Linked DNA regions of Mus musculus: regions 2, 3, 4, 5, 6 and 7 are each linked to region 1. Evidence: chromatin contacts called from public Hi-C, HiCAR-type, HiChIP or PLAC-seq and promoter capture Hi-C data. All regions are on one chromosome and are shown on one strand. Each heading gives the region's core, a stretch centred on a gene start, on an enhancer-like site or on the middle of the called end of the contact. The rest is flanking DNA. Distances are from core to core; before and after follow the strand shown.

What was found. Promoter capture Hi-C pulls out the DNA fragments that hold promoters and counts their contacts. A called contact is a pair of places that touch in the nucleus more often than the background predicts. HiCAR-type assays count read pairs that join an accessible place to other places. HiChIP or PLAC-seq counts read pairs in DNA pulled down with a chosen protein or histone mark. Capture Hi-C pulls out chosen DNA fragments and counts their contacts.
Region 2: a contact with region 1 is called in a promoter capture Hi-C map of adipose tissue, with 2.8 times the contacts expected there. The contact joins the promoter of Dgat1 here to the promoter of Pdxp in region 1. A contact is called at or near these places in 1 of 39 promoter capture datasets (cranial neural crest) and 1 of 9 other capture datasets (adipose tissue).
Region 3: a promoter capture Hi-C map of adipose tissue shows a contact between it and region 1. The contact joins the promoter of Commd5 here to the promoter of Pdxp in region 1. A contact is called at or near these places in 1 of 39 promoter capture datasets (embryonic stem cells), 1 of 484 Hi-C or Micro-C datasets (B cells), 1 of 115 datasets of contacts at active chromatin or transcription factors (pancreatic cancer cells) and 1 of 9 other capture datasets (adipose tissue).
Region 4: a contact with region 1 is called in a HiCAR-type map of astrocytes, with 2.4 times the contacts expected there. The contact joins the promoter of Bop1 here to the promoter of Pdxp in region 1. A contact is called at or near these places in 3 of 39 promoter capture datasets (cranial neural crest, hippocampal neurons and pre-B cells), 1 of 115 datasets of contacts at active chromatin or transcription factors (astrocytes) and 1 of 9 other capture datasets (embryonic stem cells).
Region 5: a promoter capture Hi-C map of pre-B cells shows a contact between it and region 1, with 3 times the contacts expected there. The contact joins the promoter of L3mbtl2 here to the promoter of Pdxp in region 1. A contact is called at or near these places in 1 of 39 promoter capture datasets (pre-B cells) and 1 of 9 other capture datasets (macrophages).
Region 6: a contact with region 1 is called in a Hi-C map of B cells, with 5 read pairs. The contact joins the promoter of Slc39a4 here to the promoter of Pdxp in region 1. A contact is called at or near these places in 2 of 39 promoter capture datasets (cranial neural crest and hippocampal neurons), 1 of 484 Hi-C or Micro-C datasets (B cells) and 1 of 9 other capture datasets (adipose tissue).
Region 7: a contact with region 1 is called in an H3K27ac HiChIP or PLAC-seq map of embryonic stem cells, with 9 times the contacts expected there. The contact joins the promoter of Foxh1 here to the promoter of Pdxp in region 1. A contact is called at or near these places in 1 of 39 promoter capture datasets (cranial neural crest) and 2 of 115 datasets of contacts at active chromatin or transcription factors (both in embryonic stem cells).

What each region holds. Positions count from the first base shown.
Region 1 is chr15:78,912,523-78,915,222 of GRCm38.p6, forward strand. It overlaps Pdxp (pyridoxal (pyridoxine, vitamin B6) phosphatase), which reads left to right and starts at 1,397. Exons shown (of 2, transcript NM_020271.3): 1 at 1,397-2,009. The coding sequence starts at 1,448. All of the region lies in intron 5 of Gm30368 (a long non-coding RNA gene), which reads right to left.
Region 2 is chr15:76,510,600-76,513,299 of GRCm38.p6, forward strand. Dgat1 (diacylglycerol O-acyltransferase 1) reads right to left here and starts at 1,395. Exons shown (of 17, transcript NM_010046.3): 1 at 956-1,395. The coding sequence starts at 1,182.
Region 3 is chr15:76,898,603-76,901,302 of GRCm38.p6, forward strand. It overlaps Commd5 (COMM domain containing 5), which reads left to right and starts at 1,339. Exons shown (of 2, transcript NM_025536.2): 1 at 1,339-1,390; 2 at 1,750-2,695. The coding sequence starts at 1,803. The coding sequence ends at 2,477.
Region 4 is chr15:76,475,884-76,478,583 of GRCm38.p6, forward strand. Bop1 (block of proliferation 1) reads right to left here and starts at 1,366. Exons shown (of 16, transcript NM_013481.2): 1 at 1,246-1,366. The coding sequence starts at 1,338. It overlaps Hsf1 (heat shock factor 1), which reads left to right and starts at 1,479. Exons shown (of 13, transcript NM_001331154.1): 1 at 1,479-1,834. The coding sequence starts at 1,718.
Region 5 is chr15:81,662,518-81,665,217 of GRCm38.p6, forward strand. L3mbtl2 (L3MBTL2 polycomb repressive complex 1 subunit) reads left to right here and starts at 1,372. Exons shown (of 17, transcript NM_145993.5): 1 at 1,372-1,507. The coding sequence starts at 1,484.
Region 6 is chr15:76,615,411-76,618,146 of GRCm38.p6, forward strand. Slc39a4 (solute carrier family 39 (zinc transporter), member 4) reads right to left here and starts at 1,460. Exons shown (of 12, transcript NM_028064.3): 1 at 1,163-1,460; 2 at 465-749. The coding sequence starts at 1,351.
Region 7 is chr15:76,668,524-76,671,223 of GRCm38.p6, forward strand. It overlaps Foxh1 (forkhead box H1), which reads right to left and starts at 1,425. Exons shown (of 3, transcript NM_007989.4): 1 at 1,082-1,425; 2 at 706-810; 3 at 1-617. The coding sequence starts at 1,348.

The sequences.
Region 1 (2,700 bases), core at 147-2,646:
TGTGTAGTCCCAGGCTAACGCTCCTTTCAGCTCTACACCTGAGGGTCTTTTGGGAGTGGGCTGGCAGAAGTGGGTCAGTGCATCTGGAAGCCCAATTTAGTAACCGAGTGGAGGCAGGGGCATGCTGTCTATGGTCTTCTAGGCTAAGAAACCCATTACAAAAGGCACAAAGAACAGAAAATAGTTGGGCCTCAAAGGCACGGTTTTTCTTCGGTCTCTTCCCTTCAGTTGCTCTGGGTTAGACAGCTACAGTTCTGCTTAGAACCAAAATATTGTGACAGTACAGATCCCTGTTCATCCCTGGTCCCCATACTTTGAATTACTGGTTATTCAAAGGCTTGACAGATTAAAAGGTTTCCGTCTACAAAATGGAGACCTAGGCAGTTGGGATCACCCCATCAATAAAATGGGTTACCAATTGGGCCTGGCCATCAAAATAGTGCCTAGTGCCCCCACACACATAAAACATGAAATCAGATCTCTGGGTTCCTGTCTTACAGCCATGTGTTTGATTATCTATTTATTTATTTATTGGGTTTTTTTTTTGTTTTGTTTTTTTGTTTTTTGAGACAGGGTTCTCTGAATACCCTTGGTCCTAGTACTTGCTCTGTAGACTAGGCTGGCTTGGAAATCAGAGCTCTTCCTACCTCTGATTCTGAGTGCTGGGATTAAATGTATGTGTTCGCATCGCCCGGCTAGAACGTTTTAACATTCATCTGTGTGGATGTGTGTGTGGAGGTCAGAAAACAACTGGAAGGAGTATGTTCTCTCCACCGTGAGGTTTCTGAAGAAGGAACTCGGGTCCTCAGCCTTGACAGCAAACTGCCATCATCTGCTGAACCATTCCACTGACCTGTACCTGTGTTTTAAAAATCATTTATCTAAAGCCATCGAACTATAAAGTATACATCTTACTAAACGGAAATTATACAACAACAACAACAAAAAAAAAAAACAAGTTCCCCAGGAGACTCCACAGCACAGTCAGATGACCAGAAGGATCACTGACCAGGTCTAAGAGCCCAGGCCAGCTTGCGAAGTCACGGGTGATGGAGCCCTGGCTCCATCACATCCACATGTTTCTAATGAGCCTCAATGGTTCCGAGGGCAACAAGATGTGGCCCGAAGACAACATCTCTCTCAGCCTCTGTTTTTCTCCTAGCAACCATCTGGCCTACGTTTTTAATTGGCTGGGAAGCGCACGGCGATTCGCTGCAGACCAGGCTGTCTCTTCATTGGTCGCCTCCTTCTAGTGGCGCCCGCGGTCCCGCCCCTTTCTCCGAGCTCCTTCGGGATCGGCCAGCACCTTCGACTAAATTCTAGTCGCTATTGGCTGAAGCCTGTGTTCGTAGCCCCGCCTCCTCCCCGTTCTGCGCGCCAATTGGTGAAGCTGCCCCTTGTCCACGGAGGGAGCGCAGCGCGCGCGTGCGAGCGGCCAGCCGGCTGCATGGCGCGCTGCGAGCGGCTGCGCGGCGCGGCCCTGCGCGACGTGCTGGGCCAGGCGCAGGGAGTCCTGTTCGACTGCGACGGAGTGCTGTGGAACGGCGAACGCATCGTGCCGGGCGCCCCTGAGCTGCTGCAGCGGCTGGCGCGGGCCGGCAAGAACACGCTGTTCGTGAGCAACAACAGCCGGCGCGCGCGGCCCGAGCTGGCGCTGCGCTTCGCCCGCCTGGGCTTCGCGGGGCTGCGCGCCGAGCAGCTCTTCAGCTCCGCGCTGTGTGCCGCGCGCCTCCTGCGCCAGCGGCTGTCCGGGCCGCCCGACGCATCGGGCGCAGTGTTCGTGCTGGGAGGCGAGGGGCTGCGCGCTGAGCTGCGCGCCGCGGGGCTGCGCCTGGCGGGGGACCCCGGCGAGGACCCGCGCGTGCGCGCCGTGCTCGTAGGCTACGACGAGCAGTTTTCCTTCTCCAGGTTGACCGAGGCGTGCGCGCACCTGCGCGACCCCGACTGCCTGCTCGTGGCCACCGATCGCGACCCTTGGCACCCGCTCAGCGACGGAAGCCGGACCCCCGGTGAGCACGGGACTGGGCGCGGGGATGTGTGCTGGGACCTGACGCGCTTTTCGGAATTCCTGCAGCTGCCGCCTGTCGGATAGTGGCCGAGGACCAGTTTGACACACGAGCCACCTTAGGCTCACTGTAGCTCAGGGAATTGCAGGTGGGATACAGATTTGGAACCGGCCTCTTGGGCTTTTGTCATTGGCCCCACCCACTTTGCAGGAGGGTTTGTCGAAGCGGTCTGGAAGGATGATGCCGGTGGAGAGCTGGATCCGCGCATCCAGAATCAGGGTAGTGGGGAAACTAGGGGGTAGTGGAGCTTGACCTTAGGCCAGTGGGGAGACTGGAAGGTAGTGGAGCTTGACCTCAGTTCCAGTTCTGGCCCTGTTTGGTTAACCCTGTGAGTTACATAACCTCGGAACCTGGTTTCCAGTGGGGTTCTTTACCATGTCGGTTATCCCCAGGCTTTTGAACCCAGCCCTCTAGTTTATTAATAGCTTCCTGAAGCTCCTTAATGGTGCCTTCATTTCCTTTCCAGATTAGTTCAAAAATAAGAGTTTTGGCCCATTTCACAGTTAAAGAAATTGGTACTTAAGGGAGGTGAGCTGCCAGGGAACACACAGCATAGAGCAGGGGAACCTGACTTGGCCTTTGGGGACCCCCCATCCATCCATCCACCCATCCAAGAGCAGTCCAGGCTGTTCAG
Region 2 (2,700 bases), core at 145-2,644, 2.4 Mb before region 1:
ACTGAAGTTATCTTATCTCCTGGGTGAACTGTGAACACCCTAGGGCAGCTGGGGCGTGGGGGGCACCGTGCCCACTAGAAAAAGATTGTTGATACAAAGAGAACCAGACTTTGCCACCCTAGATAGCCACTTCCTCCAAGCCCCTCAGGTACTTCCTAACCCAGAGCTACTAAAGGGTCCCATGATGATCACCAAAAAGAGTCTCAGGGCCGGCTTTGTAGGAGACAGTCTCCATTTCTTCAGCTAAGCAGGGCCTCTCCCATAGGTGTGTTCATACCAAACCTCTCTCCGGTACTCCAACCACGGGATGAAAGTCTCACTTAGTAGTCAGCTCTGCCCCTATAGCCCGAAGTCATTCTGGTAACATAAGCTGGGCTTCCTTCAGGCCCTCCTACTTGCTGGAAGAGGGGTGAATAAGCCATGCAGCCTGTTAGTACTAGAAAGCTTCCTGTACTGTCCTCTGCCCCGAGCAAACGCCCATACCCATCGCCTCAAACAGGCGTGTGTCCTCTGGAGCCTCTAGCAGCCTTCTCTACCCACAGGACACCCCTCGTAGTTTTTGCAAAGGTAACTCTTCATCATAACCCTCCCTGGAAAACATCAGCCTCCTTCCACTGAAGAAAGCCCATTCATCTCCACCCCCCACCCCCCCGGGGCTCACATTTCCTGCTACCCACTCCTCAGAAAGGACCTCAAGGGACTCTGCCTCAAGGTGTGCTTACTTTCCTAAGCAATATGGAAAGGGGGCTGCTGCCCACTCCTCTACCCAGACTCCCTGGTCGGCTACACGACCACACCTGGGTGACCTTGGCAAGTGACCCTCTCCCCAAAGCCCGTGTCCCAGTACAGCCCCAGGGGAGCCCCGGCCGCGTAACTCGCAAAGCTGTGGCCAACTTTTAAGAACTAGGAGCGTCACTGGAGAGGTCAGATGTAAGGGGATCAGGCACTCCGCTACCTCAGATCCCAGTAGCCGTCGCCCACGCTGGTCCGCCCGTCTTTGTCCCGGGTATGGGCTGGAGCCGGAGCCGGAGCCGGCGCGTCACCCCCGGCGCCCAAGTCGGGGCTCACAGCCGCGTCTCGCACCTCGTCCTCTTCTACCTTGGGCCCACTACCACCCTGGACGGAAACCCGCGAGCCGGTCCTCCGACGCCGAGAGCTTCCCGCGCCTCCGCGGTCGCCCATGGCTTCGGCCCGCACCTCGTCGCGGCCCAGTCGTGCTCCGCCGGCTCTCAGCGCTTGGAGCCCGCGGCCCCGCCTCTGGACCCTGAGCAACGGCCTCCGCCGCCGCCCCCTGCCGGCCTCCGTAGCCGGCGCAGCGCACGACTACCTCTGCGACGCTGAGGCTGCGATGCTGCGGAGCAGCTGACTGGCTGTGGCGTCAACTGGAGAGTCCATTTGTAGTCCGAGGCCGAGCGGAGGCGGAGCCTAATCGAAGACGCGGAGCACGCTGGGAGTCGCGGGAGCAGAGCGCGGAGCCTCCTGGGAGTTGAAGGCACCGGGAGCTGGTGACGTATAGCACTCTGGGAATTGCAGTCACAGGCTGGCAGAAGCAACTAGTGTGCAGCTTGGCTGTGAACTTCGGTGGAAGAGGTCCGAGGTGCTGTCTCACTGCGAGGAGCAAGCGGGAGGAGAACTGCCCCGGCTCCTGGCTCCCTGGCAGCTACGCACTTCCTCTGACCTCTTGCTTGCCTCTTGTCCCACTTATGTAAAAACATCCTTTCGTCATCCCCAGCAGCGGTTTGAGTGTAGGTCATTTATGAAACTGCGCTGACGTCTTGCGGTTCCAAATCCATTTTTGAGCGCACAACCGACAGACTTATCTGCTCTGGCAGCATCGTTCTCCGAAAGATCCCTAGCTGCTAGGCAGGAACCAGTTTAAATGTACCTTGGAGCACATAGCCTGTCAAAGGATCAAACTGGAGAAATACCCAGCTTCGCATTACAGCAAATGTGTGCAACTGCCCAGTTAGTTAAAAGAAGCAACTCACCAGTCACCATGGCCTCTTCCTCTACCGCCCCACAGTGCTGTCGAGGGCCCGACAAGCAACGTGCCTGATTTAGACACCGCCGTGCATACATTCTAGACCTGAGGAAGCACCTAATTTCCTTCAGAAACACTATAAAGGACCAAGGAGAATAGTGGCTTTCTCTTCTGGGGAATAGCAGGCCTAAGAAGCACCTCTATAGGACAAGGTTGGTAGCCTCTCCTACAGGATGCTACTAGTCTTCCTATTAAGCTCCCTCCACTTCTGTAGTATCCACTGACTCCTTCCCTCAGGTCACACTTTCTTCACGACACATCTCATGATGAGCAATCTGGGCTGCCCTGCCGGTGGTGTCTTTGTACATATGCAGAGAAAAGCGAACCCAGGCTTGGACTTTTGTGGATCAGAGCCAACCTGGTCAGTGTCTCCGAGCATTCCTTTGTTGCTGGCCCAGTCTTTCATCTGGTCCTTGGCAAGGCAAGGGCTAGGTCTTTGTGAATAGTGACCCCAAAAGGAGGCAGAGTGAAAGAAAAAGTCTCTTTGGGAGCCTGAAGTGAAGGTAAGTCGTGTGAGCTCTGCCATGCCTTTCCCGCTCCTTCCTCTGTTAAGTGAATACGAGGCTTCCACATTCTCCTGGGCTAGCACGTTGGCTACACCAGCTTCCAGTTTGAAACCAAAAACTAAAAGTGGAAGGTTGAGGCCTAGGCTGCCACTA
Region 3 (2,700 bases), core at 89-2,588, 2.0 Mb before region 1:
CACACACACGTGAGCACACACAGAAATGCACATCCCCTTCGCTAAAAAAAAAAAAAGATCCCCAAACAAAAGGCTTTTATGAACATATATTAGATATAGGTTGAATTTTGTTCTTCAAAAGATATCCTGGAGTCCTAAGATCTCCGGAACCTGAGAGTAAATGAGACACTATTTGGAACAATGGTCCTGGTAAGTGAAGTCATGAGAATGCTTACAGGAAAGTCGAAATCCCACCTAAAGATGGAGGCAGTGAGCCAGGAAGTGGTGGCATGGCACATGCCTTTAATTCCAGCATTCAGGAGCAGAAGCAGTCTGTCTGGAGACAGAGATTAGAGTGATATATCCAAGCTAAGGAATGTCAAGGATGTTTGGCTGCAAGCTAATGTTGCAAGGGGCTCAAGAACATGGTCCTATCAACACTTAGAGCTTCTGGAACCATTATATTTCTGCTATATCACGAAATTAATTTTGGCTGCTTAGGAAGTGTGTGTGTGTGTGTGTGTGTGTCTGTGTGTGTTATTTATTTAAGATGGAATCTCTGTGTAGCCCTGACTGGCCTAGAACTCACAGAGATCTCTTTGCCTCTGCCTCCCAAGTGTTGGAATTAAAGGTGTACACCATAACGCCCAACTTCCTCCAATCTCTGATGAAGCAACACACCAAGTTCTTCAGGTTGACCTTGAACTCACTCTGGAGCCCAGATTAGCCCTGCCTTGGGTTTGCGATCATCCTGTCCCAGGCTCTTCCGATCACTCGCTTATATCACCAGGGCTGGGTCATTAGCCATTCATACCATCCTTGATAAAACGTCCAGACTTTGCCGGCAAAATTAATCACCTACCCCAAAAGCTTCTTGGGGCTATAATGCATATACCACACAAATTTACCCCCCCCCCCCACTTCTGCGGGGAATTCTGTTTGGTTTATTGAAATTGTTTGGGTTTGTTTGTTTGTTTGTTTGAGACAGGGTATGTAGCGCTGCCTGTGCTGGAACTCTGTGTAGACCCGACTGACCTTGAACTGTTTCTGCCTCCTAGTGCTCGGATTAAAAGACGTGGGCCGCCGCCTAGACCATCTAAGTATTTTAAAATATGCAATTCGTTGGCATCAACCACAATAATTCTTACGTCTGTTCTTCACATGGGGCTGCACAGGCCAGCAGAATCCATGCATCCCACACGGAAGCTAACTGAACTTTCCTCTCGCTTCCCAAAACACTGTTAGAAGGCAAGCGACCGGGCGGCGCATGCGCTCGGCTCCCGGGACCACAGAGAGCCACGGTCGCGCTTTCCTAGAGCGGCCCGGAAGTGTCTAAGTGGCACTTCCTGAGACTCGGCCAAGTTTCAGCTGCTGCCAGCCACAGCCAGCTCCTGCGGATAGCTTCCTCCAGGTGCAGAGGGCGTTCAAGGCTTAGTTTGTATTTGTAATGTGTGATTTAGGTCTTCCAGAGCTATGATGAGGATTCAGGGTTTGGGGGGGTCCTCGTTCCCTATTTATGTAGGATTTTGGTGCGCGCTTCAGTTTCTTGGTTCTTTTCCCTGCCAACTGTTAAATCTCCGGGACGCCTCCCTTCTGCTAGACTCAGGCGGGCTCCTTTGCCGCAAGGTCTCAGGGCCACCTCCAAAGCATGCATCCTATTTGCTATCTATCCTTGGTAGACAGGCGGGTGGGAGCCCCTCATCCACCCCCAGTTTTTAGTACATGAAGCTCCCGAGTAGGAAGTCACTTGTCTCTCCTTCACCTCTCCAGGCTACTGTGGTTAGTACCTTCTCTCCGGCCTGGTCAAGAAAGGGAAAGGAAGGATGTCTGCGTTGGGGGCTGCGGCTCCATACTTACACCATCCAACTGACAGTCACAGCGGCCGGGTCAGTTTCCTGGGTTCCCAGCCCTCTGCAGAAGTGACGGCAGTGGCCCAGCTCTTGAAGGACTTAGACAGGAGCACCTTCAGAAAGTTGTTGAAACTCGTAGTCGGGGCCCTCCATGGGAAAGACTGCAGAGAGGCCGTGCAGCACCTTGGTGCCAGCGCCAACCTGTCAGAGGAGCGTCTGGCCGTCCTGCTGGCGGGCACACACACCCTGCTCCAGCAGGCTCTCCGGCTGCCCCCTGCCAGTCTGAAACCAGATGCCTTCCAGGACGAACTCCAGGAACTTGGCATTCCCCAAGATATGATTGGAGATCTGGCCAGTTTGGCATTTGGGAGTCAACGCCCTCTTCTCGACTCTGTAGCCCAGCAGCAGGGATCCTCGCTGCCTCGTGTGTCGAATTTCCGGTGGCGGGTGGATGTGGCCATCTCAACCAGTGCTCAGTCCCGCTCCCTGCAACCGAGTGTTCTCATGCAGCTGAAGCTCACAGATGGATCGGCACACCGCTTCGAGGTGCCCATAGCCAAATTCCAGGAGCTGCGCTACAGCGTGGCGTTGGTCCTTAAGGAGATGGCAGAGCTGGAGAGAAAGTGTGAGCGCAAACTGCAGGACTGAACCCTGGTACTGTGGGGTGCTGAAGCTGGTACCAGAACCCAGCCGCACTGGTGATGAGGATGTAAGAACATATTTTAAGTGAAAAGACAGCTGGGACTTTTGGGTTTTGTTTTACAAGTAAACAGCTGGGCTGAGGCTGGAGAATGTGAAATGTAAGGCCGGCCTGGCTGGGTTTTACGTAGTGAGGCTCAGTTTCGAATTAAAGAGGTAAAGCAACTATTAA
Region 4 (2,700 bases), core at 116-2,615, 2.4 Mb before region 1:
TGTGACTGCACCTAGTACTCACACTGTAGACCAAGCTGACCTCGAACTAACGGAGGTCATCTGTCTCTGTCTTCTGAGTGCTGGGATTAAAGATGGGTGCCAATGCCGCTGGCTAGTTCTTGTCTACCTGAGTGGCCTTCGCTGCCAATCATCACAGTGATCACCTGAGTTTCCATAGATGTCACACTGACATTCTCTTATTATTGACATCTCTAAAACTACGCTACTTGTCATACTAACAAGTAAAAGTACTGCACGCAGTTAGGGCATAAACAACTGACTATTAAAGGCTTACTGCCTAGAACTACACAGAGGGAAAAGCTTAGGGGCGTTTCATAAAACAAAGGGACAACTTACGTAGTGGTTCTCAACCAGTGGGTCACAATCCCTCTGGGGCGAGCAACCCTTTCATAGACTATCCTGCATATCAAATAATTACGATTCATAACAGTAGCAAAATTACAGTTATGTTTTCTTTTTGGTTTTTTCGAGACAGGGTTTCTCTGTGTAGCCCTGGCTGTCCTGGCACTCACTTTGTAGACCAGACTGGCCTCGAACTCAGAAATCCACCTGCCTCTGCCTCCCAAGTGCTGGGATTAAAGGCGTGTGCCACCACCACCCGGCAAAATTACAGTTATGAAGTAGCAGCGAAAATGATTTTGTAGTTGGGAAATCACCGCAACACGAGGAACCGTATTAAAAGGGCCACAGCATTAGGAAAGTTGAGAACTTTGAGGATCCAATTCAGTGGAGTCAGCTGTGCATGCCTTCTACCACCTACATTTGATGAATGTAGCAAGCCTACTGAGCTTAGCAACATGGACTAGCAATGGTTCCATGACAACCAGTTCTGGATGCCCTGGGTTCCAATCAGACTTCCATAATCTCAAGTCCTCTTTTGATTCACAACACACCTGACATGCTGGCTTGGTAGCACAGCACGAGCGCAATTACAACCTTTCCCAGGACAGGAAGCACAGATGGAAGGTCCAGAGACTATGGTGAGGGGACTCTTAAAGGTCTCTCCCTTAACACGGTTCAAGCCACAGAACTATCCCCCGGGTTCCAGCGCCCCTCGGCGCAAGTAATGTTCTGCTGAGAGTTCCAAAATAACAGCCCAGACTGGACGATCAGGCTCTAGGCGACCCACACGACACTACACGCTGCGCCACGGCCCGGCCTCCCTGGTCTTGCCAAGTGCCTGCATGGTTCCCAGAGGGATGCTGTCCGCTACTTGGAAGTTACCTCTTGTATCTGCAGCTCCTGATCAGGTTCCAAACGTCGTTTCCCCGGCAGCGATGCCGGTGACATGTGGGGCTTACCACACGCCCCCGCCATGCTGCGCCGCGCCGGCTACCGATCTACTGCCGCTTCCGGCAGCGGGAGCGCCTCGTGTGCCCCCAGCCAGGCTCCGCCCTACCAGGCTCTGATTGGTGAGCAGCCCGGGTGAAGCCATCTTGCGCAGGCGTAGGGTGCGGCGCAAGGGCTGGGCCGGCAAAGTAGGCAGGGGAGATCACGGCGCCTGCGCACAGAGGCTACAGGTCTGGCCCTAGCGAGAGCGCGCCGGTCGCAAGATGGCTGCGGCCATGCGAGGCCTTGCTGTGTGTGCGCAGCGGGCGGCGGAGCGGCCCGGACGGCAGGGGCAGCGACGACACTAGCTCAGCCTTCAGCCACTCTTCTAAAAGGCCACCCCAGCCTCTGCCTGCTTTCGTCCGAGATGGATCTGGCCGTGGGCCCCGGTGCAGCGGGGCCCAGCAACGTCCCGGCCTTCCTAACCAAGCTGTGGACCCTCGTGAGCGACCCGGACACAGACGCGCTCATCTGCTGGAGCCCGGTAGGAGCTGGCATGGGCCGGAGCGGCCTTCGAGGGAGGGTCCTGTGGCGGGAGGGGACCTGCTTCGGAGAAAGCGGCCTGCGAGTTAGTCGGGCTCGCCCGGGTTCAGCCATCCTGGCATCCTAGAGGGAGGACGCCGCTGTCTGGGGAGGAAGTGCGCCCCGCCCCCAGAGCCACTCACGGAGAGTAGGCCGAGACCCCAAATCATCCTACATTTCACCCGGACAATAAGGACGGGGCTTCCAGTACAGGGTCTTTGCTCACAGAGAAATAGTTCCCAGAGTCCGTCTGCGTTTCTGCTTTTTAGGCAATCATTCAGAATAAGTGGAAGGCCTAAGGAATGCATGAGAGAAGAGCGAGAATAGGAGGATGTGGAGCCTAAGCTCAGCCCCGATAGTCTCCAGACGCCAGAGCAGTTTTGCCCGGCCCTCCAAGGGCCGTGTCGAACCCTGTTCTGTTGCCTGGCAGCGGACTGTGTACACCGCACACCCTGCTGGCCCTGCATCTCTGGCTGGCTTGCAGAGGTCGTTCCGTGTTTGTGTTAAGTTGGAAAGTAGAATCTGCTGTTCACATGTGGATTCTGAGGGCCAGAGCGCGCAGAGCTAGCCGATGGTGGTGGCCTGAAGACAGGCCACCCTGATTCAATGGGAACCTTTGGAGGGATGGAGGCGGCTAGGTGCCACCACCTTGACCTTCTGCAAGCCAAATCTGGCGGGTCTCTCGGTCTCTGCGGAGCACTGCCCCCTCGCACAAGTTTCTTAAGCTGGCAAGAATGGAGAAAAGGCCTGGGTGGCAGATGGAGGCCAAGGCTTCTGGCTCTCAGTTGCCTGTTTGTTTAAACTCTGCTCTGCCTAAAGGGTGTTTTG
Region 5 (2,700 bases), core at 122-2,621, 2.7 Mb after region 1:
GCAACGCAGAGAGGCAGGGAGCTGGGAGTGGGTCTGGGAGCCCTCACGTAGGATAAGTAAACTAATCCAGACCTGTCTGAACTTTAGATGCTTGTAAGGCCATACAATTCCTGAGAACCCAGGATGGGAAGGAGTAGTTCTATAGGGGACTCAATCCACATGTATACTCCAGTTGGCAAAAGCGTTGACTTCAGGTGTCTTCTTCAATCTCTTGCTATCCACTGTATCGCTGCTGGCTGGTCAGCAGGCCATGGGAATCCTTCTGTGTCTGCTTACCTAGTGCTGGGATCACAGGCATGCTCTGTCATGCACTGGGGGGCAAAACTCAGCTTTCCATGCTCTGGCTGTACTCACTTACAGGCTGAGTCATCTCTCCTAGATTTAAGGTTATAACATCTATCCGTATAATTTATTTGTGGATATGGGGGTTTTGCTGAATGCATATGTATGGACCATGTTAGTGCTTGGCGTCATCAGAGGCCAGAAGAGAAAGTAGGATCCACTATAACTGGGTTTATAGAATTTTGTGAGTTGTTCTGGGTTCTGGGAATCAAACCTGGTACCTCTGGAAAAGTGGCCAGTAACCACTGAACCATTTCTCCAGTCCAAGGCTTTTTTTTCCCCATTTATTTATTTAGCTTGTGTGTTTGTTTTATGTGCGTGACACAAAGGTCAGGACAACTTTGTGAGTAGCTTTTTGACTTCCAGGTTTATGTTGTGGCTCAGAGATTTGAACTCAGGTAGAAAGGCTCATGGAACAAGATCCTTCACCTACTAAACCATCTCATAAGCCCCAGCGAGCAGACGGACATAGAGTTTAAGAATATTCCTGTTCCTGTCTGAATTGAAAGAGGGATTAGGCATTTCTGCTAGGCATTCCTGTCCAAGAGCACCTTTACTTCCTACCTGGGGAGAGTGTGAATTTTTGTCTGGGGCCCCTGGGGAGAGTGCGAATTTTTGTGTGTGTGGGGGGGGGGCTGGCACGTCCAATCCCTTGTGCTCAGATGGTTTGAAATTTGACTAAGAAAGGACAAAAACAAAAAACAAAAAAACCCGCCGGGCGTGGTGGCGCATGCCTTTAATCCCAGCACTTGGGAGGCAGAGGCAGGCGGATTTCTGAGTTCGAGGCCAGCCTGGTCTACAGAGTGAGTTCTAGGACAGCCAGGACTATACAGAGAAACCCTGTCTCTGAAAAAACAACAACAAAACCCTAGAAGTACCCTTCAGGAGATTTCGCATTACTAAGGCAACGACCCTTTTCGTGCACCCAGGAGAAAACTACAACTCCCCTAATCCTCACGGCTACCCAGCCCCTCCTTAATGGAGGCGGGGCGCGGGCGAGCGCGGAACCGGCTTCCTATTTCCTGCGGCATGATTGGCCCGCAGCTCGGGCGCAGCAGCCAATGAGCACACTCTCGGAGAGCGGCGAGGGCAATATGGCTTCCTGCACCTGGTGACGGTTGAGGGAATTGAATTTGGTATCATGGAGAAACCGCGGGGCACTGAGGTAAGAGGGAAAGGGCTCAGCCCAAGCGGGAAGGGGAGCCCCAAACGCCTCGCTCGGCGGACGCGCCGTTTTAGCGATGTCTTAGTGGTGGACAGTTGCAGGATTGGTAAACTGAGGTACGGAGCTTAGCCTCGGCCAGAGGCCCCCGAGGTTCCTTTTGGTCTGGTGACGAAGGAAGGATGGCAACGCCTCCCTAGCCAGGGGCAGGGAAACTGGGCTCTGAACTTTGTCTTGGTTTCATGGTTCTGAGCTTTAGGATCGTGCGGCCTGTCCCTTCCACGCGGGAAGTGAAGGGAGGAAGATCGGAGTTGATTCCTACTCCACGCTGGGAGCGTTCACGTGCTGGTCTCCCCGTACGCTCACAGCCATCTTCTTTAGGGAGGGATTAAAACAGCCCTCTGGGTCGACACAGCTGCAAAGTGCAAGAGGTTGTCACCAAGTACGTCAGTTTCCAAAACTGCGTTACGCTTTTTCCGTGGTACCGCAGCCGGTGACCCACCGCACCTTGCATTTGAAGTCTCTTGCCGTTTCCTAGCGGTAATAATTGCTAAGCTTTATTGAGCACTGTTGAGTGTTTTACGTTTATCATCCCTTCCCAAAATATTATTAAATAGTGGTGTTGTCTTTATTTGGTGGAAACCGAGGCAGTGCATTTGACTCGCTGTGCATCGTACAGCTAGGAAGCACTAGAGATCGTATTTGAACCTTGGCCCAAAGCGTCATTCTCTTTACCTCTGTCTTGCCCAACAAGCTAGGCACGTTTTTTCCTATTACAAGCTAGGTACGTTTTTATGTAGCATTTCATCGCTACCTCACATTCTGTGAGCCAACAGCTGTCGTGGATGAGAAAATTGTCCCACAGACCTTAAGTGACTTGCCCCAGGATCAGTAGCTGATTTCAATCAGAGCTCAACTCACGGCTGTGGTCCATACCACCATACAATTAGTCATCTGACTCAAAGCCTCCTTGGGATAGCCTGGGTCTCAATTTTCTCAGTCTTTTTTTCTTTTCCCTGTTTTCCTTTAAGGAAGAAAACAGGTTTATTGGATACATTGCAAGGAGCAGTGGTCTAGGCAGCAGCAAGAGGGCCTGGCAGTCTTAAATTTGTTTCTGAGTTGAGATCATTTGGATGTACATATACAGAAGAGGGAAGAAAGAGTTTCAAATGCCTTCTAGCCCAGTAAAAATTTTT
Region 6 (2,736 bases), core at 210-2,709, 2.3 Mb before region 1:
AGGGTTTCTCTGTATAGCCCTGGCTGTCCTGAACTCACTTTGTAGACCAGGCTGGCCTTGAACTCAGAAATCCATCTGCCTCTGCCTCCCCAGTGCTGGGATTAAAGGCGTGTTCCACCACTGCCCGGCTCCAACCTCCTCAAGTTACTTCCCAGATTTCACAGAAGACATCAGCCTATGTCCCTAAACCAGCTACCTATACCATAAACCTAGGCTGCCCCAGCTAGTCACACCCTTCACTGTGGCCTATGACCTTGGCCCCAGAGCTCTCCTGACTGTCATTTCCCCCAAAGGGTTCCCCCAGACTCCCGCAGACCCCGTTCTACCAACTGTGCACAAGACTGATTCCCACCTAAGTACCTCCAATGAGGCTGCACGTGGGACATCTCCCTTGTTGGGGCAGCCTCCCTTCCATGGCACTAAGGTCCTTGTCATTATCCCCCAAAAGCTGTCTGGGCCCTCACCTTCTCCCCGGTGGGTTGGCTGGCAGCATGGGCCTCAATCTTCTGCAGTAGCTGGCTCAGACCCAGGGTCATGGCCTCTGGACTCTCCAGTGTGGCCAGGTAATCGTCCACATGGGAGGCCAAGAGGCCAGCTTGGATGTCCTTGCATGTTTTCTCTGGGTTGTTAAGGTAGAGGGCAGCAGCAGCACTAAGGTAAATAATGTGTCTGGACTCCAGGACTGATTCTGGGGCAGGCTGTGGCTTGTCAGGTTTGCCTAGAGCCAAGACATTCTCCACAGACAGACACTGTGGGCAAACAGACAGGATCTGAGCTAGACTAAGCCTACCAGGCATAGCCTACAGGCATGGATTCTATCAGCTATCTTATGTCATGTTCTGCCCCTTGTAGTTAGCTTGACTAGGAGCCTACACAAAGGGGTCCCCAGCAATTACTCCCCCATCCTGAAGGTGAGAGTGGTCACTGTGAGTCACCACAAATTTGATAGCCTGGGGGAATGGAGCTGTGTGTCCCAGGATGGAGGCCCAGGCCTGTATAAGCCCCCCAGAAACGGAAGGGAGGCTCCAGCCTGCCAGCAGGTGCAGACACCAGCCTCCAGACCCGCCTCCTGGAGTTTGCCCAGATCTCTTTAGTGCCTGCCACAGGGTGGAGCGGGCAGGAAGGGGCCGGGGCTGGGGGACCCATCGGGTGGGGGTGTTACCTTTTCACACGGCCCGTCGGTGCAGTGCACACGGGCCACCAGCGTATTTAACAGGCCGTCCAGTTCCAGGCGATCCAGAGCACCCTGGCCCAAGGCGAGCAGGCTGAGCAGGTTCCTGGGCCGGGCCACTGCCACTGTGCCCACCAGCAGAGCCAACACAAGTCCCTGTGTGACCGACTTTGGGAGCATCACGCCTCAGGCCCCCAAAAGCGTTCCTTGTAGAGGTGCTGACTTCTGGGCTAGCTGGAGACAGCTGGGACTGTCCGGGGCCAGACTGGAGCTGGGTTCAACTTGCCTTGGCCCTAGCTCCAAGACCTCTCCCAGATATTTCCTACAGGGCTCTGTGATTGGCTGCTGGGTTAGCCATTCCAGTGGCAGATCCTCCCCGAAAGCCTGGGGAGAAAGAGCTGGTGCCTCCTGGGGCTGGAGCTAAAGGTGGGTCCCTGTCCTTAGGTGGGCGGCTTGAACCTGTCACACCCTGAACTGCCAGTCAGGGCTTCCTCTGTTCCCTGAAGAGCCCAGATCACCCTCGCCTGTTACCTTGCCACTGGACCAGAAGCTAGGGGGATTAAAGGTTTGAGCGCGTAGATGTTATCAAGTCAAACATGGGCGTTCTATTTGACATTTTCAGGAGAGCTCTTAGGCTTCCCTCCACCCTTCACCAGCTGCCTCTCAGCCCAAGCAGCTTAGACAAATTCCAAATCTTGTAGCCTGGGTGAGGGTGGGGGTGCTGCTCTTGGCTCCTGAGCTAAGGCCGCTGGGTCCAATATGGGCTACAATGGGAGATTTCTGCAGGGTACTTGCTGCGTCATGCTCCCCCACCCCCAGCCCTCGGGGAAAATCCCCAGGAAATGGCTAAAGCCCCAACCTAGACAAACAGGAAACAAAGATGTGACTTTGGTCCTAGCCAACTTTTGGGGCTTGGAAGAGTTCGAGTTGAGCAGTAGGAGTTTGAGGCCCTGTTGTGAGCGCTAAAGCCTGAGCATAAGAAGAAGGAGGTAGGGCTGGGGCCCCCAGCTGTGCCCCTCCCCCATTGAGCCTTCCAGCCTTTGACCCCTGAGCCTTATCTCTATCCAGGTGGCAGGCTGAAGGAGGGGTTGGAATCTCCAGGAACTGACAATTCCCGGGTCACAAGGCATTTTGGCCTTCTGGAAGAGGGCTTTGGGTAGCCCCAGAGGCACTGTGGCCTTCTTCCACTCAAGTTCACACCAGTCCTGACCCTAGCCCTCTGGGGTGTGGCTGAGTATGAACCTAATGCCTAACGAACTCTGTCCCCTAGTATTCTGGAGGGTAGGGCAGGGTGGAGAAAGAATCTAGCTGAGTATCCTTGAGCTCACGGGTCAACTGCTTCAGACCTGTTCCGAACATACACATGTCAATGTTTCTTATGGCTAGCATCCTTGCAATGCAGCATCCTTGCTGGTCCTATGGAAGAACTATGACTGGGAACTGGGAGAGCCAACCTGAGAGCATTCCCTACATGGAGCTCTGAAGATGCCATATACCCAAACTGCCTTTCTTATTTCTTTTCATTGCTGGGCAGCTGAGAGCTAAGACTAGGTTGATTTTCTTTC
Region 7 (2,700 bases), core at 175-2,674, 2.2 Mb before region 1:
AGTGTGGCCAAGGGCATTACTACATTGGGCGTATAGATGGGCAAGTAAGAAGTGGGTAGCTGTCCCCACAAGGAGGCTCTGCTCCCCCTCCTGGGCACTCCCCTGGAATCTGCGGAATCCTCAAGTAAGTGGAGGGGCCAGGAGCCTTGATCTGGGGTGACGGGAGAAGGCCTGATTACCTCCCCTTGGGAACTCTCCCCCTCTATGATTGTGGGCCCAGGAAGGGAGCAGAGGGGCCACAGAGGCGTCTCAGAGGAGCTAGAGGGTCCAGTGCCCATCCCTTCTTCCCCCTTTGACAAGGTGCCTGCCTGAGCTGCAGTGCTCTGTCCAGGGAGCCCAGGATGCTGGGGCCATGTGGATTCTTTCCCAGGGTCCCCTAGCAGGGACTTGATGCTGAAACCCTCCCTAGGTGGTGGTGGGGGACTGGGTGGCTGATAAGGCTGGCCGTGGAGCACGTAGGGGCTCAGGTCCTTGGCGAAAGCTCTGTGGGTGCCCCGGTTCTGCCATCGACGGCACAGGGCAGTGTTCTGAAGGCGCAGCGCCTCAGCAGGAATCAGGCTCACATCCACCGCCCAGAAGTTGCCCTTGGCCTGGGGCTTTGCAGGGTCCTTGGGCACCTAGAGAGTGGTTGGCTTGGCTGTGGCTGTTCTACCCAGAGATTCGGGGGTTCCGAGCCCACGCCGCCCCCGGGATTCAATATCCCACCTTATGGAAGCACCGATTAGAGGAAAGGTTGTGGCGGATGGAGTCCTTCCAGCCCTCATAGTCGTCCCTGAAGAAGGGGAACACTGCCTGGACCTGACGGATAATCTGAAATCAGGCAGTATTTGGCGCCGTGAGGTGAGGATTGGAGTAGTACCCTCTCCCTCTTTTACAGCCGACCCCGGGGCATCCATCCCTTCTCCGGGAGACAGAGGTCTGTGCCTGAGGGCAGAGTGGATTGGGGGTTTTGGGAGAAGGGACTCAGGACCGTTCTCACAGGCAAGGATAAGTGGGTTAGGCAAAGGCCAAGCGTGAGCCTACAGTAAGTGGGGATCAGGCCTGGGATAGTTGTGCCCCAAAGCACGAGGGACTCTCTCACCTGAGCCAGTTTCAGCCTGCGGAAGGGTGCGGCCTGAATTACCAAGGCGATCATGGCCAAGTAGGTGTAGGGGGGCTTGTCATGCCGTAGGTATCTCTTCTTCCTCCTCTTGGGGGTCTTCGAAAGAGACTCTGCCTCTGGAGGCCTCAGCTGAGAGTTGTCGCGAGGCCCCATACAAGGGAGGTAGCCCTGGGCCGGAGCCAGGGCTAACTGGGGGCTCGGGGTAGTCGGAGTGTAAGTTGAGGCCAGGTCCCAGCCCGAGGCCATGCTGGGACAGGCAGGCCAGGCCCTTTCTTTATCATTCTGATGAAAGGGGGAGGGGTGACAGAAAGAGGCTGTGGGGGAGGGGAACGTGTGTGGGCAGCCACAATTAGCAGGTTTCAGTTAATCTTGGAGGGAAGGGCAGAAAAGATTCCAGTAGGGACTTTTGGTGGCCCCCGAAATCAATCTCCACTCCCAGGTTGCCTTTGGGTGTCTGGGCATACCCTAAAACCTAGAAGGAAAAGCCCTTGAAAGAGGTCTACCCCAGAATACCCTATCTGCCTGGGCTAGGTCCCTAGCTCCCATTAAACAGACGGGAAGTGACTTCTCCAGCAAAACTACCCTGAGAGAGATGGGGAATTCCCAGGGGTTAAGACAAAGCAGCCAAAAGAAGTCAAGCCTGCCGGGCAGTGGTGGCGCACGCCTTTAATCCCAGCACTAGGGAGGCAGAGGCAGGCGGATTTCTAAGTTTGAGGCCAGCCTGGTCTACAAAGTGAGTTCCAGGACAGCCAGGGCTATACAGAGAAGCCCTGTCTCAAAAAAACAAACAAAAAAAAAAAAAAAAAGAAAAAAGAAAAAACAATAACAAACAAAAAAGTCAAGCCTTAGGTGGGGAGTCTGCTCAGGACTTGATGGGGGTGGGGATACAGATTGACAGACCTTCTGGACCAAAAAGGGAATAGAGTCTGTCCTCAGGAACAAGAGGAGGATACAGAGACTTAAGTGATCTTCCCATGAGTATGTTGTAGGTGCCCATATAGGCATGGCCATCTAATTGGTGGCTCTATTCTTGGGCTCAGTCACCATCTATGTTCTAAGTTCTCCTGGCTACTACAATGGGCAGCTTTGCATTGAGGGTCTGATTAGAGCGCTGATGGCAGAGGTTGGTGTCAGAGCCAACAATCCAAGACCTTCATGAGCACTAAAAGCTTTTGAGAATTCACCTTTTCCTGTGAAGCCCCTCCCCATTGTACCATCAACAGGACAGAGACCCTGGCAGGTGCCAAGGAAGGTACAGTCATGAGTGGAGGAGGGAATGGGGACACACAAGGAGGATGAGCACAGTGGGACTTCACTTCCTCTGACAGTTCTGCCCCTGGCTGGGTTGTGATCTTATCTCAGATTCTTCTTTTAGCTCTCATCTGTCTCCCCTCCCCACCCCCAATCCTATCACCTCCTGCCCCTCTGCTTTTCGTCCTCAGAGCTCTAGCTGAGAGTTCCTGTGTCTCACCTGTCAAATATCCCTATGGCCTCAGACCTATTCACTAAAGAAGACATTCTCTCCTGCAAGTCTGAGGTCTCCCTTTCCACTGGTCCTTCCTTGGTTCCAGTTAAAGCCTGGCTCCTTGAACTGACAT